2 separate regions of the Sus scrofa genome follow, and region 2 is linked to region 1. The links are chromatin contacts, called in public HiChIP or PLAC-seq maps. All regions are on one chromosome and are shown on one strand. Each heading gives the region's core, a stretch centred on a gene start, on an enhancer-like site or on the middle of the called end of the contact. The rest is flanking DNA. Distances are from core to core; before and after follow the strand shown.

Region 1 (4,351 bases), core at 1,055-3,554:
ATATTTGCCAAGGGTTGGCCAAATAGAACACAGCAGGCCATAAGTACAGTAAAGGACATCTGACCTTATGGAGGAAAGGTAAACAAATAATAGTGAGGTTCCCTAGTAAGTGATTTTTCATAATTCCCATTCTCTAGGAGGTCCTATAAATGTATGTTAGTAACATCTCCATGTATGGCTCATAAAAAAACAACACTGACAATAGCTCACACTTACTGAATGCCTACTAGGAGCAAACTTGGTGCCAAGCACAGTTAATCTTCATGGCTCCCCTAAGGGACAGGTATTATCACCCTTTTCTACAGATGAGGAAAGACATGCTCAGAGGGTCAGTCATGTGTCCAAGGTGCCGGTGTGTCTGGCTCCATAGCCCAGGGTGCCATCATATGACGCTGCCTCTCACCCAGCTTGAGAGATGCCCAGAAAGTAAAAGATGAACATGAGACCATGGAGGACATCCCGAAAGATAGCATCAGTGTCCCACGAGTGCAGAGAATAAGACTTGTGAGAAAAGAGGGTGAGAAGCTAGTGCAGTGGTGGGGGTAAGAGGATGTCTCCCAGAGGGGCAATCTGAAGTTGGTTCTAGAAGATAGAGCGGGTTTGTGGCGGGGGGGGGGGGGGCACAGGGGTTGGAGGGGGCATCCAAAACCAGGGAGGTTGCTCAGGATGGCAGCTGGGAGCCCCACATGCCCTGTAGTCATAGCAGCCCTGAGTAGCCTGGAGGCTGGCAGGCTCCGAGGGTACACAGAGGCCAAGGCAGGCTAAAGTCAGCTCACCAAGCACTCACAGCCCGGTCATGTGGGAAAGAAAGGGGCAATCCGACTCTGGGGTGGGGATTAAAGGTGTTTCCAAACGTGCCTCGAGCCACTAAAGAGCAAAGCAGCCAGGCCCTCCTGCTTCCCAAGCTTATTTGAACAGGAGAAAGCCACTTGGCTCCCAGACCAGCCTACCCTGGCATCTTCCAGCAGGGAAACATGCTTTGGTTATTCAGACGTGACTTACTGGCACAGAGGCTGTTGGCATGGAAAAATGAACAGGCTGACCTGGCCAGAGAAGAGCAGGTGATGCAGAAACCCAGCGAAAGATGAGCTCAACGTGCCACCCTGAAGAAGTGGGAGGCCCATGTGAGGGGCCCCAAAAGAAGGAAGATTTACTAGAGAGGGCAAGTTGGGCACCTCTGCAAGTCAGGTACTTCTTACTTAAGATGTTTCGTTTAGTCTTCTCAACACAGCATAGAGGTCATCTTTCCACCTCCTGCCAGGGCCAGGTGGGGATTGGGGGGGGAGGGGGGCAGAAACCTAGGTTCACAGAGGTGAGTGCAGAAGGGCCCAGAGCTGGAACACGGGTCATGACGGCACTCCGCCTTATACTGAAGTGTCTTTTTGACTTCAAGCAATCGCCTAGTTTGTAACTTCACAAGGCCGGATGATGACGGTGCCAAGAACTTCACGGCCCTGAGGCAGGACTCTGCCCTCGCCCTCTCCATCACCTTTGGTAACGGAATGATGCCCCAGAACCACTTCTCTCAAGTCATGAAGTGAAAGCTGAACCTATCCTCACAACACTACCACGATACACATGAATACACACTAATTTGATCACCTAGAAAAAACATCCTAGGAGGGGAGAGTACAAATGGACAGCTAGAAGAGAGGGGGTGGGAGGAGGGAGAAATCTAAATCAGATGTGGTGGATAACTTGAAATAGGACCTGTTTCCTGGGCTTAAGTGGTCCTGGAAGTGGCTCTTGGAAATCAGGACAACCACAGATATTGTTTACATTTTATTTGCAATGTACCTTTCCCCCTTTACATTCCCTACAAGCAACTCAAATGCCCCACTGCTGAGAAAGTACACAGGCTGTAGGGTTGAGATGGGCAGAAGGCTCCATCTTGCCCCCACAGGCTGCAGCTCCACGTATGTTTCTGCGATTCCTATAAACCAAGAAGCAGAGGCCTTTTTGCTCCGTGACTGTGACTCGGCATCTGAAGGAGGCCTAACCTCCACTCAGCAAGTCAGAAACTCAAAATCATCATTTTTTTTTCCTTTTTTTTGGTGATAGGGCCTCTCACAAAATATCCCAAACAAGCCATCTTATGGAAAACTTTCTCTTTCTTCTGAGCAGAAAAGCTAAAGAGGACTGGATGTCCTGTGTAACACCAGCTCCTAAAAAGGAGGCATTTTTGAACCGAATGCCACATACTGTATTTTGCCATTTTGCCTACGCTTCCTGCTTGGAGCCTCTGTAACGGAACAGAGAAGCCTCAGACACTGGAGCTGCTCCAGGCCACGCAAACTCCACTCCGCATCTTCCAGGCAGCCCTGTCGCAAATAATTCCTGTCCACTACGCCCCTATCACACTGAATACAACCACATTGTGCAGCTGGAAATGGGAAACCTGATTCACATCACAGAATAAGGTACAAAAACATTTAGTTCAGCACAATGCTGTCTTGGGGCGGGGGGCACACATCTCAAATCTAGGAGTGGGTGAAGGAGTCAAGACCCACCTTGGAAAGAAGCACGGAATTAAAACAGCATTTGCCGCGTCCCGAAACAGTAACAACAAAAAAATCCACCCAGTCCTTCCAGAGCTGTTTCAGCTGCAGTGTTCCTAACCAAAATCAATCTAGTCCATGCACGCAATTTAAAAAGGAAGCATGATCTCCGCAGAAAATGGTGCATGTTGACAAGGCGTGACTTGTCCCACATGGACAGGAATAAAAGGAAAACAAGCCTGGTTGCAACTTAGCCTCCTTTAGTCTGAAGACCGCGGGAAGGAAAAGAAAAAGGCCAGAATAAAGGCAGGGAGACGCGGGCAATGGAGGACGGGACCAGGAGGAGGGTATGTGCCCGACGAGATTTTGGTAAACAGCAGCCTGTAATGGCCACTGGTAGAAAGAAGGGAAAACAGACATGGAGGGAAACGTGTTTACAACTGCAGCGGTGGGCGGGAGGCTGAGCGAGGAGGGAGGGAGGGATTCCCCGACTCTGCGCTCAGCCCGCTCGGCTCCAGTGGGGCCCCAGGGCTAGGTTGTGCTGCGGTGCACCCCCCCGCCACCACCACCCCCGCCCTGCTTTATTGGGGGGGGCATCTTGTTTATAGGGAAGGTTACTCCTCCTCAGCTCTGGTGATCGAGTCCCTAATACTCCTGCTGCATCCTTGCGGGATGCCCGCTTGACTGACAGCTGCCCCAGCCAGTCGCTGCCCAGCCCCCGCGGAAAGGTGGACTTTCCCAACGAGCCGATTGGACAGGGAGGAGGGCGGGCCGTCGTGATTGGCGTGCTACTCCGAGTAGAAAGTAGTAAACAACCTTGGTCCACCGAGGCGAGGCGAGGCAAGGCGAGGCGGGGAGGGCTTGGGATGCCTGCTGCCCGTCCTCGCTCTGAACTGGGGCTGCACCAAGACAAAAGGAACCCACAGTGGGGAGACGACCAAGGATACCCCAGAAAAGCAAACACGAATGGGTGTTCCTTTAGAGCTGCTGGGCTAGAACTGCTGACTTGCAGCTTCACATCATTTTTGTTCTGTGCAAAACCAAAATGGTTTGTTTCTGCTATTTATTCTCCTTCTTAGGGTTTAACAACTCTCAAACCGGAGCAAGAGCCATTTTGGTTGACCTTCCCTTCCTCTAAATTTTCTAGTTCTGTCTTTTCAGAAGTGCTTTTAAACCCCAGTACTAAAAATTGTTTCCTTACACAATGTGCCCTCCATGGCACAGAGGTATATCAGATGCCCTGTTAGACCTTCTGATCTCAAGTTCCTGGAGCTGTGATCTCACTCAGAGCTGTTTGGAAGAGTGTGTGTGTGTGTATAAAAACTGAGATGATATTAAGCTCACTTGACAAGAAATAAGCAGTGAACATGCATTTTCCATAGAGGGAGTATTTTGCCCAGGATAATGTATCTCGTGGTAACGGTAACTCCCCATCTGGTTTGACTTGAATCACAATCCACTCCTCATTCTGGCCTCACCATAAAGTCTCAAAGGACCTTAGCGAGAAAAATCTGCAGCTGCCAGGGAGGCGCTGCTCCCCCAAGCTGGGCAGCTCCTGGGGCTGCCTCCAGGAGGGGCGTGGGCACTTGAGAGACACACACAAACCACCTAACTGAGAGAGAGGACAGAGAGGCTCCTTCCTGTACTAGTGGAGAAGGGAACCAGGAGGACAGATCCAAGAGGGATCTCCACTCCATTTGTTTGCCCACCGACTCAACACTCTAATGGTGAGCTATGTTGCCACCGTGGCCAGACAGCCATACTGATACAAAATGACTCTTGCAGGACACAACTTAGGGTAAACTGACCACCTGGGGGTCGTCTTCATCACCTCCAGGCCCCAGTGTCCAGTT
Region 2 (4,351 bases), core at 612-3,111, 170 kb after region 1:
TGGCACCCAATTATGTGCAGAGTGGCAGGGCAAAATCAAAGCTAGGGAAAATCACGCAGGAAATATCTCAAGTTCGGAGGATAAAGAGAGGAAGAAAAAAATGCATATGTGGAGCATTTACTGTGGGACCCAACTCTTCACAGGGTTTCCCAAACATCCAGAAGCTCAGGGGTGCTGCATAACTTGCCCCCAAATCCATCACTATATACTAACGCTGGACGGAATACAAGCCCAGGTTTATCGAGGCCAAATCCCATGCTCCCTCTCAGCACACGGAGGGTCTCCTCCAACCTCAATTCTCTTTCTATTTGCTAAACTGTAGTATCCCAATGGGCAGATTTTGCTCCTTTAAAAAAAAAAAGAAAGAAACAAAATACAATCTATAAAACAGAGACAAACTTAAAAATTTCAAAATCTTATGGTTACCATAGGTAAAACCACTGAAGGGAGGGAGGGAGGGATTGGGAGGATGGGAATAACATATATACACATGACTATATAAAACAGATGATTAACAAGAACCTACTGCATAGCCCAGGAAAATCTACTGAATAGTTTGTGATAACCCGTACAGGAAAATAGAATGGATATCTTTATAACTGATTCACTTTGCTATACACCTGAAACTAATGCAACATTTTAAGTCAACTACACTCCAATAAAAAAATTTTTAAAGAAAATAAAGCTCCCTGCCTTCATCTGGATGAGCTTTAGTAATGTTTGTAAAACATTCAGAAAAGGCCATAAAAAGATCTTCACTGAGGGCTGTGCTAAGTATTAAGTATTATTCAATAAACCACAGCTTGGAGGCTGCCAGCTGACGTCTAGCTATAACCTGGAAAGAGTGCTGGCTGAATACATTGGGGTTTTTTTTCCCCTGTTTCAATTTCTAGGTATCGTTTACATTCATCTGCCCCCCTTCTATTAAAAAAACATAAAACAAAGAAGCAGAGCTACAGTAAGACACAACCAGAGTAGGTGGCATATTATGATAAACAAAGATGACAATAAAACATTTTTCCAGCTGTGATAAACATACTTAAGATCTATCGTAGAGGCTGCTGGAGCTACAACTGAAAACGATCAAAATTACAAGTTGTTTATAACATAGAATTTATGTCTTTAAAGCTTTCATTTTTTAGGAAGAAGTTGTCTCACTAGGAGATCATTTCCTTACCTTTTTTTTTTTTCCCGAATTTGAACTTTTTTTTTAAGTGGTGACTTTTTGAGGCTGTCAACACATCCAAAGTGATTTAACAACTGGCTAAAGGATGGGCAGCACTGTTTACAAATGAACAAAGCACTTGGCTCATCTCAGAGGCCAAGTTGGTAAAAAAAGCTGCTCAGAGCAGCCTCATCAGCCTCCAGGACCATTCCAAGGATCTATACCCTCCAGGTGGTTATGTGCATTTCATTATGTCTCTGTACCTCGAACAAGGACTTCAATTAACAGCTGTCTCCCTGTCCCAGAGATCAGATGCAAGAGAGTAAGAGGAATGAGGAATTATGTTCAGATTTCTAAATATCCATGCCTTCGTGCCATTTCTTGGCCTCTGAAGCCATTTGGTTTCTATACAGAGGCTTCCTTTCTTTACTTAAAAAACACTCACATACACACACCAAAAAACTTTAAACAATAAACTTTGCCATCCAACTGTGACTGATGAGATGAGCTTGTGAAATTGGCTTGTCAGATGCACTTATGTAAAAGGATACCCACTTGATTGCAATTCATAACATCCCTAACATCTTAAAAACTTCAAGAGACAACCACTTCCTCAACAAACAAAACTATTGTATGTGAAACCAAGCTGAGCTAAGATTACCTCATCCCTTAAAAGCCAATGGCAGCGAACAAGTTGTAACCCAGCTGGGCAGTGACCACATGAGTACAAGGGACTTGCCAGCCACCTCCCTGCCTCGTAAGCAAGAAAAGCCCCCAAAACTGGGACTACAGAGGAAATTCAACGGAAGCGGATAACATCAGATTGTGAAACACTTGGTCTGCTAAATGGAACATTTTACTTTTTGAATCCTAAAATAAACAGCCAGATTGCTTGAAGAATCACTGAGGTGTATCCTTGAAAAGGCACTTCACCTCCTTTCAAAGTCACACACCCAAACTCGTCAGATCTAAAACCCTTGTGGTGAACACCTACTATGTGCCAGGCACTGTCAGGGCCTGGGGAAACAAAGAACACGTTCCCTGCTCTTAAAGAACCCCTATAACAATGGGGGAGAGAAAGATGAACCAACTGCCCCAGTACTGTGTAGCACATACAAGATACACTGGCAGGTAAAGGGGTCACTGACGGGAGAGGTCAACCAGCTCGAGGGAGGGAAGGCTGCCCAAGTGCCCACCTGAAGCAAAATGCACAGCGAGAAAAGTTCAGTATCACCACCCATTGCACGTGAGACTGAAAATTAAGCTGTTAAATATAAATGTCAAAAGCCACCCAGAGAAAGATACTAGCTTCTGCATCCCTGAGGAGAAGGTAAAAACGTAGACAAGTTCTTCAATTAAACCTCTAAAATTTCTGAATCAACTATTTACAGAAAAAGACTCCTCTTATAATGATATTGGACACTTTTCCCCATGAAAAAATAAACCAAGAGCACAGATATGCTTTTCAATGTGAAGGTTGGTCTCCTTGGGCCCTACATGGGATGCTAGGTCATCCCACAGGAATATCCCCAGCGAATATTTTTCCTAGAATGTTCCCAGCCTTTCCTGAAAAACAGCTCAGATCACCTTTGCAATTGAAAAAAGTCCTAGTATTACTTGGGATATGAAAGTTACTCAAAATCATGTCAAATCAGATCACCACTGAATGCTCTCTGTGACCAGGGGACAGTGGCAGCCCCTGTGTAGGTTTCCAAGGTACAGGTTGTGCACATATCCACCCTTCCGTTCATTCATCAATCCTGCCCCCTGACACCCCTGGGCTGAGAACCTCCTCAAGGGCAACCAACTCCTTCCTAAGCACTCTCCACCCTCCACCTTCGCCTCCGCCTTCCTAAGTATTTCTTCCCCACTACCGCCCCGTGCCCACCCCACCCATGCTGAATGATGACAATCTCCTCGTGGCCACAAGTACCAGACAATGATCCAGACGACATCAGAGAATGACCCTAAACTCAAGGGTCTTGGCTTGATTTAGAGGCATGAGCAGAATTTTCAAGTTAAACTGAGCCAGACTTACATGGGACAAGATTCTCCACTGAGGTGAAGGGCATGTCACAGCACCTCCAAGAATAGCTCTGAGGGTGGAGTGTGAGCCCCCGAGAGGATCCAAGCCATCCCTCACATGTAACATCATCCCAGGGTGATGGCGTCCCAACTCTGCTTCCACATCTGCAGCCAGGAGCTGTAGCCGCTGGCCTACACCACAGCCACAGGGGATCTGAGCTGCGTCTGCGACCTATACCACAGCTCACAGCAACGCCAGATCCTTAACCCACTGAGCAAGGCTAGGAATCAAACCTGAGTCCTCATGGATGCTAGTTGGGTTTGCTAATAGCTGAGCCACATCGGGAACTCTAGAACAATCCATTATTAAAAGCATCAGCTTCAACTTAACAAATGAGTCTTTTCTAGCCTTCAAAGGAAACTGTATCACCACACAGTATCAACCCTTTCAGAGATGGTAAAAGGGAAAATCATTACAAAATAATTCATTTTACAAAGCTAGCATAAAATGATAGCAAAATATGGGAAAGAAAGCATACAAAGAGAACCATAGAATTATCTCACTTAACCTTAGAGAAGAAACATTTTAAATGTAATGTCAGCAAGCTAAATTTCATTAGGAATCTAAACAGTTACCCACCACAACCAAAAAGAGTCTGCTCCAGGAATTTGAGGAATTACTACCAGGTAATCTATTTCCATATCACCTCAATGGGTATAATACCAACAACATCTGAATCTAAATCAATCAAAACACCATCTGATGACATTCGACATCCATCCCTAATTAGTCATCCATGAAAACTAGACAGGTTATTCTTCAACGCAACGAAAACCCCTCTTAAACCAAAGATTTCATATATATTGAGGAATATCTGAGGTATTACCACTAATATAAGCCCCAAGAGACAAACATGCCCATGATCAACATTTAATACTATTCATATGTACCAGCCAATACAGTAAGACCCTGCAGCCAACAAATGCTGCTTGGTTGACCCACCCACAACAGCAGGCCCACTAACCACCACCCATCTTCTAGCCAGGGATGGCCTTGTGACTCAGATCTGGCCATGAGAGGAAGGGGCAGTTGGCTAAGCAGGGCTTGCTGGCAAATCATTCTGCTCTCTGCCTTTATACCTTCCTCTTCCTGCCTGCCTG

What was found. HiChIP or PLAC-seq counts read pairs in DNA pulled down with a chosen protein or histone mark.
Region 2: a contact with region 1 is called in an H3K27ac HiChIP or PLAC-seq map of skeletal muscle. The contact joins two enhancer-like sites. A contact is called at or near these places in 3 of 47 Hi-C or Micro-C datasets (embryonic fibroblasts, omental adipose tissue and undifferentiated spermatogonia) and 1 of 2 datasets of contacts at active chromatin or transcription factors (skeletal muscle).

The regions. Positions count from the first base shown.
Region 1 is chr1:137,487,882-137,492,232 of Sscrofa11.1, forward strand. All of the region lies in intron 2 of IGF1R (insulin like growth factor 1 receptor), which reads right to left. Among named protein-coding and RNA genes, the nearest start is that of PGPEP1L, 180 kb to the left of the region's middle. Within about 2 kb of position 2,305, at least 71 of the 83 cell types and tissues checked have an H3K27ac peak or open chromatin away from gene starts, as enhancers often do. A contact at or near this core is called in skeletal muscle, where this site is marked.
Region 2 is chr1:137,659,625-137,663,975 of Sscrofa11.1, forward strand. All of the region lies in intron 1 of IGF1R (insulin like growth factor 1 receptor), which reads right to left. Among named protein-coding and RNA genes, the nearest start is that of IGF1R, 29 kb to the right of the region's middle. Within about 2 kb of position 1,862, at least 18 of the 83 cell types and tissues checked have an H3K27ac peak or open chromatin away from gene starts, as enhancers often do. A contact at or near this core is called in skeletal muscle, where this site is marked.